Regions from separate parts of the Rattus norvegicus genome. Here all the other regions are linked to region 3. The links are chromatin contacts, called in public Hi-C maps. All regions are on one chromosome and are shown on one strand. The core of a region is the stretch at or near the end of the contact, and the rest is flanking DNA. Distances in the headings are between cores, read along the strand shown. Region 1 overlaps Tcf4 (transcription factor 4). Region 2 has its middle 410 kb from the start of Tcf4. Region 3 holds the start of Tcf4 (transcription factor 4).

Region 1 (2,700 bases), core at 185-2,684, 330 kb after region 3:
GTGTCTGTGTGTGTGTCTGTGTGTCTGTGTGTGTGTCTGTGTGTGTGTCTGTGTGTATGTGTGTGTCTGTGTGTGTGTCTGTGTGTGTGTTGTGTGTCTGTCTGTGTGTGTGTCTGTGTGTGTGTGTGTGTGTGCACATGAGTGTGTGCAGTTTAGGGCTGGGTCTGATACAAAACCCTTGAGAGAGAGATGGGAGTTTTGTTTCACATCTTCAGAAATACTTATTTAAAACATTTTGGTGGCCAAAAAAAATTGAAGAATTTTGCTTTGTGCGTTTCTAGTTTTCACTAGAGAAGTAAATGTTGATTCTCCACAGTAGACACTCATGGATACATGTTTTTCTGGTATAGTCACTGGGTAGTGGGCTCTCTAAATCGACACCTGGAAACACAGAGGTAAATGTAAGAACTTCCTGTGCCTCGGACTCCACCTTCTTAGTGGTTCTACCCCAAGGCGTGTGCTACAGAGTCAGCAACCACACCCCCAGTGCCACGGCCTCACCAACACTGAACTGCAGCATAGGTAGCACCATGTCACAAAACGCCATGGTAATCTTTTCAAGTCAAGTAACCGCGCTGAGCTCTGGAAGTTCATTCTCGGAAGCATGAGGAGTATTTGTACTCCGGCGTCTTTCTTCAGATCCAAGTAGTGGGGATGGGAGGAAGCTGGAAAAACGTCCAAACATCCTCACACGGCAATGATGGCATTACTGGTGTGTTTAATAAAACCTTTATTGGTACATTTTCCGGTGTGGTGGCCTTGGCAGAAGTGGTTCCCCTTTGGGTTTGGAGCTCAGCAGCTGATGAAACACAGTGAACATTAATTTGGAAAGGGCCGCCAGTTTTCGGAGAGCCAGGTGACATTTTATTATAGCCGTACCGAGCAGGGGGCTATGTCCCATGCTGCATAGCTTCCGCTGTCAGAGACTTAGCTGGCATTATGGAAAATGAGAGGCAGAAAGGAAAAGGGAAGAAAGAAAAGGAAAAAAAAAAAAGAAAAGAGAAAAGGATGGCAGGCCTGGGAATCTTATCCCCTGAAATGAAAGCCGAATGCCAAATTGAAATTCCTGTAGGATTTCCGATAGCAATGGGGGAATTGGGAAGCCCACAATTAAGCATATGGGCATTAAGATAATTGTCGGATCTGTTGGCGGACATGATAGAAGACAGATGGGTAAGAATCAGTGCGCTCCGCTGCAGCACCCTGGGAGACAATTTGACGTTTTACCTGCCTGAGCTGCTCTGCTGTGTTTGTCACTGGATGTAAGGCATGGCATCATACTGAGAGTTAAGTGTTGGGTTTTGGGTTTTGGGTTTTGTTTTTTTTTTCTTTTCTTTTCTTTTTTTTTTCTTTTTCTCTTTTTGTACAGACCTGTAGGTGTATGTGCAGTCCTTCAGCGCCCTCTAGTGAAATGCACAGGGCGGCTCTTCCCCCAAACTCCCACAGGCTACTGGTATTGCATCAAGTCCTAGCTACCCCTGGGAAATAGCCGTTGTCCCTCCTAGTCCACACTCAGTGCCCTGATTCCTTTTGTTGTTTCAGGTCGGGGCCCACCGTGAAGATGGCGTGGCACTGAGAGGCAGCCATTCTCTCCTGCCAAACCAGGTTCCGGTTCCACAGCTTCCAGTCCAGTCTGCAACTTCCCCTGACTTGAACCCACCCCAAGACCCTTACAGAGGTAAGTCAGGTCAGAAGGCATGCTGACCTTTGGGGAACAGCCGACTTCATGTAGATTTTAAGCGTCTTTGGCAGCATGTCGGAGGCCCTGGCAGAAAACCAAGAGCCAAATTTTGTACCAAAGTGGTAAATAATGGGAAAGGAGCTAGAATTTGGCCGGCTAATTTGTGTTCCTTCGGTAACGGTTACCCTCCGACACCCTCTGACATCCCAGTCCCATCTGAGTAGGGAATGAGACGACAGACTGCCGAGAGGAAATGTTATTTGAGCTATTTCCACATCTCACTCATTCAGATCCCCTAATACGGTTAGCTGTGGCCTGAAAATGAGCTTTCCAAATGGGTAGGAAGGAAATTGTTTCTGCTGTTCAAGATGGAAGGAAATGTAGGTACATTAAAAAGGAACTGGGGTGGTTGTTGTTTGCTCCTGAGTGATCAAGCCCGGGAACCATGTGTCATGTCCATGTTGGCATCCCCCACCCTGCCCCAGATACAGGGACCTGCCATGTCCCCAGGAAGTTGTGCTACAAAGACTCAACCTGGGTCCAGCTTCCTGTGCTACTCACGGGCCAGACGAACAATGGCCCCGCGTCTCCTCATTCCTTCCACTTTTAAAATAAACAGGATAATGCTACCTTGGGGAGTCCTATAACTAGCCTTTCAGCCGTTAAGCAGTGTGAACATTGTATACTTTTTATAGATACAAATGAGTTGTTCACTCTTTACCCAAGCAAGAGTGAGCCCTTGGCTTTTCTTTTTACTCTCTGTTACGCCGTTCTCAAACTGTAGCTGAAGAGTAGCAGATTCTGATAGCATGGCAGTGGACTGTGCCTTGCTCAGGGCTCCCAATGGTACAAATGCTCCCGGCCCCTGAAACAAATTCTCAGTCACAAGTTTTCAGAATACCGAGAGTATAGGTAGAAGATCTCCACGAGAGGCACGCGTCAACCTGAGAAATAGATGACATTAAGGTCATGTTTTAAATGTAATGTGGGGGCCAGAGAGACATTAAGAGCACTTGCTA
Region 2 (2,700 bases), core at 132-2,631, 410 kb before region 3:
AAGAAAGAGAAAAAGAGAAAGAAAGGAAGAAAGAAAAGAAGGAAGGAAGAAAAGAAGGAAGAAAGGAAGGAAAGGAAGGAAAGGAAGGGAAAGGAAAGGAAAGGAAACAAAAGGAAATCTTCCTATGGGTCACGTAGGAGCAACAAAATAAACCAAGCAGCTGGGAGATCATCCTGGAAACTAACAGGGTTTTGATGACATGTATACAGTAAGTGCAATGGGTGACAGTAATGACATGTATACAGTAAGTGCAATGGGTGACAATAATGACTTGTATACAGTAAGTGCAATTGGTGGCTCAGACAAAAGATTCACTGTGGTTCACATAGGGACTCTTTTAAGGCAAAGGTTCCAAGGTCTCATCTGGAAAGGCAGGTTAGGTCAAGGGCTAAGTGCAACAGGAAATTAAGCAGACAATTGTCAGAAAGCAAAGCCTTGAGGACTCCTCTTTGTCACGTCTAAGATGACCACAGTCTTCCCACAGAGCCTGTTCCCGTTTTCAAGATATTACCCGGTTAGCAGCCACAGTGTCCCTTTGCAGGGAGACAGTCTGAAAAGGAAGCTAAAAGCGAAGAGGTCAGTGACCTGCCCAAGGTCACTCAGTTGGGAACTGCCATTCGTTCCAACTCTGAGCTATTTGGTCAACTGTACTGTAATGTCCAGGCAGGGGGACGACGACGACAACAATGATGATGATGATGATGATGATGATGATGGTGATGATGATGATGATGATGATGATGATGTTGTTGCTTGGCAATTCTCCCTCCCATGACAGGCGCCCCCTCCCCTTTTGACATGTGCAGGGAAGTAAGAAGATGCACAGAAAATAGCAGGATACTACCTTAAGACCTCACCGCTGCAAACAAAACTGGGCCTGTGTGTGTCTATGTCGCCGGCAAAGACACAGCACAAACAAGCACACCTCGCACAGAGGGTCGCTGGGAAGAGCGACATCTGTCCTAGGTTCATAATTTATCCCGGAATTACTGGTGATTAAACAACTGAGTTGTGCTACCATCTCAGATTTCCTCTTGACTTTCAGCCCTGTGCCCCCCCCCCGCCCCCCTCTCCCCGCCCACTTTTTAGTGGCCTTTGTTCTTCATTCCTGAGCCATCTGGTTGCAAAGTAAGGAAGGAGCACAGTGCAGCACGCTCATGAAAAAGCAGTACAGGGGGAAAAAAAAGATAGTAGGAGTGAAAACAAAAGACGAGGAAGCTCCTGAATTTTTAACGTCTCTTTTCAAATTGAAATATCACGGCTCCTAGCTCGCATGTGAAATTGGAGAGTGCGCAGGCCATCCACTAAATGATTGACAGAGGCCGAAAGCAGGCGGTCCACTCCTGGGCTCTGTGCTGGGTCAAGGCTGGGCTAAAGCAGGTCTGACTAGGCTCTGAAACCTCTCTGGACCCCACCACGTTCCTGAGGACGATCGGAGAAATGGCCTCCCTGCACCTGCTTCTAATGGCTCCCCTGACTGTGCGAGCCACCCCCCTTCCACCAAGGAAGTTTGTCTTCCCGAAGCCAAAGCTCTGAGTCACATCGCCATACAGAGAGCAGGGGTGTTTGTGTCCATGCTTTCTGCCGCCGTGTGAACGCATGCAACCACTACCTCAAAAATCGTAAATTCTCTCTTTCCCCGTTTCTGTCTGCCTGTTTATCTACAATCTGTCTATTTAAATTCTTTTTAAACAAGAAGGGAATATCTTTATGCCTGTTTGTAGGAATATTCTACATCCATCTGTTATTTACATCATTCGTTTTCCTGAGGTGTCTCCAACAAATCCTGGCTGGATGCACTGTATGTGTTATTAATAAAACAGCTGTAAAAATATTAACTGTACGGCCTAATTGTCAGGCCTGATTACGAGCCAAGTTTATCCCCAGATGGACGGGGAGACTCAGACTTGGGCTCCCTTCCAGATCTGACCCTTGCAGCTCACTTTATGCTGTGTTCTTTGACCATTTAAGCTGCTTTGGCTTTTTTTTTTTTTTTTTTTTGGTCTCCTAGGAATCTGTGCACATCCGGATTCCCAGCCTCCAGGATCCTGCAGGTGGCGCTGCTCCAGCTTCCTGTGTGTTCCTGGCCAGGTCTCTCTCTGCCTCTCTGGATTTGTGAAACTCCACAGACCTGTGCTGGAGAATCACCCTCTGGTAACTTACAAGAGGCGTATAAATATGGTCAGCATCGCCTTGCCCTGAACATTGTTGGGCTATAGCGTTTAGGGAGCCTACAGTGGAAATACAACCGTATTATAAGCATCAGGCTAGGATTCTGAAACCCAGAATGATATGCAGACACCCTTTTGTATCTGCAATCAGGTAAGTTTTTCAGCCACACCTCCTGGAATAGAACATAATGAGGTTATGAGCAGATTCTAGCAATACGCTTTTGCTGTAGTTACCTCTTCGGGCTGATTGGCTTAGCCCTGCCTAAGATATTACTGACTTAAGTATCACTGACCGAGGCTAAGATGTTTACTGCAGGGAAAGACAGGGCGTGAGTATGGAGGAAAAGCTCAAACTTGATTCTCCAGATCTCCAGAAAGTCTTGGCATCATCTGGGTCCTCTCGTTCTTAGCTGAGGACAAGTAACAGAAGACCTACTCGTTAGGCTGGGAAGGATGGTTAGCTCCATTGAGTGCAAACTGCTCAAATATCATCCAGTGTTCATAAGGCAAGAGACAGTGATGTTCTGGA
Region 3 (2,700 bases), core at 144-2,643:
AACCCGGCAAATCCTCAACTGTTCAGGCTTCAGATTGTAACTGGCGATCTGAGGGGGAAAATGAGGTGCTGGGTGAATTTTCCTTGGTGGGTTTTGTTTTTTTTTTTCTTCCTCGAGACGGGGGAGGTGTTGGGATTTTTTTTTTTTCTGGGGTGGGGGTGTTTCCTAGGCAGCCCGACCCGGAGCGCCGCGTCTCCCCGCCGGAGCCCCCCCACCCATTTCTTTGCTGAACTTGCAATTCCGTGCGCCTCGCCGTGTTCCCCCTCCCCCCTTCCCTCGTCCCCTCCCCTCCCGGGAGAAGAGAGTTGGTGTTAAGAGTCAGGGATCTTGGCTGTGTGTCTGCGGATCGGCGGCGGCGGCGGCGGCGGCGGCGGGGAAGCCGGAGCGGGCGCGGGCGCCGGCCGTTGGAGGAGGTGGTGGTGGCGGAGGCAGGGGGATAGACATGACCGCCGCCTGGGCGCCGGCGCTGCACCGGGAGCCCCTCGTCGCGCGCGGGCGGTAGGTAGCGGCGCGGCGGGGCCGGCTGGGCGGATGCGCGGCGGGGCCGGGCCGGGCCGGGCTGGGCGGCCGCACACGGGCTCGGGGCCCCGTGGTCCCGGCTGTCCCCGCCGGGGTTCGGGAGCTGGGGAGCGGCGGCGTCCCCTCCCCCGGCCTCCGCCCCCTCCGGGCCCGGCGGGCTCCCGGGCACAGCGCACTTTGCCAATGGGCCTGACTTCAATTTTTTTTTTTTACAACCCTTTCTTTCACAAATTAGGGGTGCAGGACAATTGGAGGACCCTGAGGCTCTTCTGGGCTCTCCCTCCCCGGCAACCCCACCCCCCTGTGGACCGGTTTGCACTCCAGAGACGCTGGTCTTTAATTTCTTTCGAGCTACTTTGCAGGGCGAGGGGGGGGGGTGGGGGGTGGGGGGGGAGGGAGTGCTATGAGTGTGTGCGAGTGTGTGCGCGTGAGTGTGTGCGTGTGAGGGGGTGGGGTGGAGGGTGGGGGGAAAGTTGAGACCGGTTCGTGCAGTAGTTTCTCTTTTCTCTGTGATCCATTCATTTCTCGCTCTACCTCCTGTTGCATAAATGGATGCGCTGAAGAGCGGCTACCCCCCTTCTCTCCTGGATTTGGTTTTATAGTGGATGTTACTAGTTTGATCGTCTCTTTGGAAATACAATATTGCTATTTTTCCTTTTTTTTTTTTTTTTTGCTATTGCTGCCTATTCCATTAAAAAAAAAATCAAAACAAAACCCAACAACTCTCCCATTCCTTCCTCCTTTTCTACCTTAATCCCATCCGCCCCTATATCCCCCCCACCCCACCAAACCCCCCAGTCTCCAAAAATCCGATTGTGTTTTCTCCAAGGATTGGGACTGGATTTTCTGATTGCGGTTATTTCCATGTTTCTAGGTTTGTGTGATTTTGCTAAAATGCATCACCAACAGCGAATGGCTGCCTTAGGGACGGACAAAGAGCTGAGTGATTTACTGGATTTCAGTGCGGTAAGAAAGAACGGTGGAAACTAACAACAGCTGTGGAAAAAAAAAAAAAAACAACCCTCCCCCAACACTCCAGCTAGGCACCCATAGACATGGGAAAGACTGGGATAATTTTTAATTGGCTGAATCCTTGGAAAATGTGAGGGTCTTTTTGACAAGTTTTTTTCTTTTTAACAACTAATTTTGGGATGTGGAAAACTCAAGCTTTTTTATTTTTATTTTTTACGAGTTTAATTACTTGCCTTGATTTCTTTACCTACCAATTTCTCTATAAATAATGGAATCTCAATCCAGCAGAAAGGAAAACCAGATAACCCTCTTAAAACTATAAAGTCCACCAAAAACTTGGCCACGTCTGCACACAGAGTGCGCTGCTAACTTTGTGTCAGGCTGCACATCTGATTTACATAATATTTATTTACTTTAAAAATGGAAAATAGGCAGTAGAGGAGCTAGGTGCCCTGAACTTGAGGCGGATGGTTCTGTGTGGGTCCTCTTGACTTCCGCCTGGTCGCCTCTTCTGGGATTCTGGGAACTCCTATGCATAAATTGAGCATACATTGTTCAGTGTGCCTTGGACTATTTTAGTAAATTACAGTCTTGAAATCAGCACAAAGAGGAACTTACACACTTGTGGAGTTTTTACTACTGTACTCTCTTGGTTCTTCTTCCCTCCCCTCTGCTTCCAGACAAGTCAGGAGCATGGATGCAGTTTTAATGCCAGATGAGTTTGGTGTAACATGCGTTTTGTAAAGCAAAAGGGGGAAAAAAAAGAATCCCCCCAAACACACAAATAAAATCCACACCACCTTCTAAGTGGGGCTCCCCCACTCTGCTCCCGCTCCTGCTGCCTGCCGAAGCTGGCTGCCACCTCTGCTGCTCCTCCCGCAGACCCCGTGGAGAAGTGGTTCTCTGAAAGTTTTGGCAGGAAGCAGTGGCCCATAGGCGGCTTTGCAGCCCCCTTTCTGCTTGTTGCACTTTCTCCATTCGCTCCTTTGCTTTTTTGCAGGCTCTGACTCGGGGAAGGTGTGTGAAACGCATTAGACTGGAGGAGAAGAGGGAAACCAGTTAGGGCGGAAATAGATGCTGGAGAGAGAGAGAGAGGGAGTGAAAGATTGAGAGAGAGTGAGAGAGAGAGAGAGAGAGAGAGAGAGAGAGAGAGAGAGAGACTTGCCTACGTTGCTCTCATGTTTGAGCTGAAGTGAGAAATTACTGCAG

What was found. A called contact is a pair of places that touch in the nucleus more often than the background predicts.
Region 1: a Hi-C map of frontal cortex shows a contact between it and region 3, with 2.7 times the contacts expected there. The contact joins the enhancer-like site here to the promoter of Tcf4 in region 3. A contact is called at or near these places in 4 of 12 Hi-C or Micro-C datasets (the Rat2 cell line, Schwann cells, frontal cortex and 1 more) and 1 of 1 datasets of contacts at active chromatin or transcription factors (oligodendrocytes).
Region 2: a contact with region 3 is called in a Hi-C map of the A7r5 cell line, with 2.6 times the contacts expected there. The contact joins the enhancer-like site here to the promoter of Tcf4 in region 3. A contact is called at or near these places in 3 of 12 Hi-C or Micro-C datasets (the A7r5 cell line, frontal cortex and psoas muscle) and 1 of 1 datasets of contacts at active chromatin or transcription factors (oligodendrocytes).

What each region holds. Positions count from the first base shown.
Region 1 is chr18:65,549,792-65,552,491 of GRCr8, forward strand. Tcf4 (transcription factor 4) reads left to right here. Exons shown (of 19, transcript NM_053369.2): 15 at 1,543-1,678. Among named protein-coding and RNA genes, the nearest start is that of Ccdc68, 270 kb to the right of the region's middle. Within about 2 kb of position 1,435, at least 14 of the 93 cell types and tissues checked have an H3K27ac peak or open chromatin away from gene starts, as enhancers often do.
Region 2 is chr18:64,809,585-64,812,284 of GRCr8, forward strand. No RefSeq gene overlaps it. Among named protein-coding and RNA genes, the nearest start is that of Tcf4, 410 kb to the right of the region's middle. Within about 2 kb of position 1,382, at least 34 of the 93 cell types and tissues checked have an H3K27ac peak or open chromatin away from gene starts, as enhancers often do. A contact at or near this core is called in the A7r5 cell line, where this site is marked.
Region 3 is chr18:65,218,252-65,220,951 of GRCr8, forward strand. Tcf4 (transcription factor 4) reads left to right here and starts at 1,394. Exons shown (of 19, transcript NM_053369.2): 1 at 1,394-1,485. The coding sequence starts at 1,414.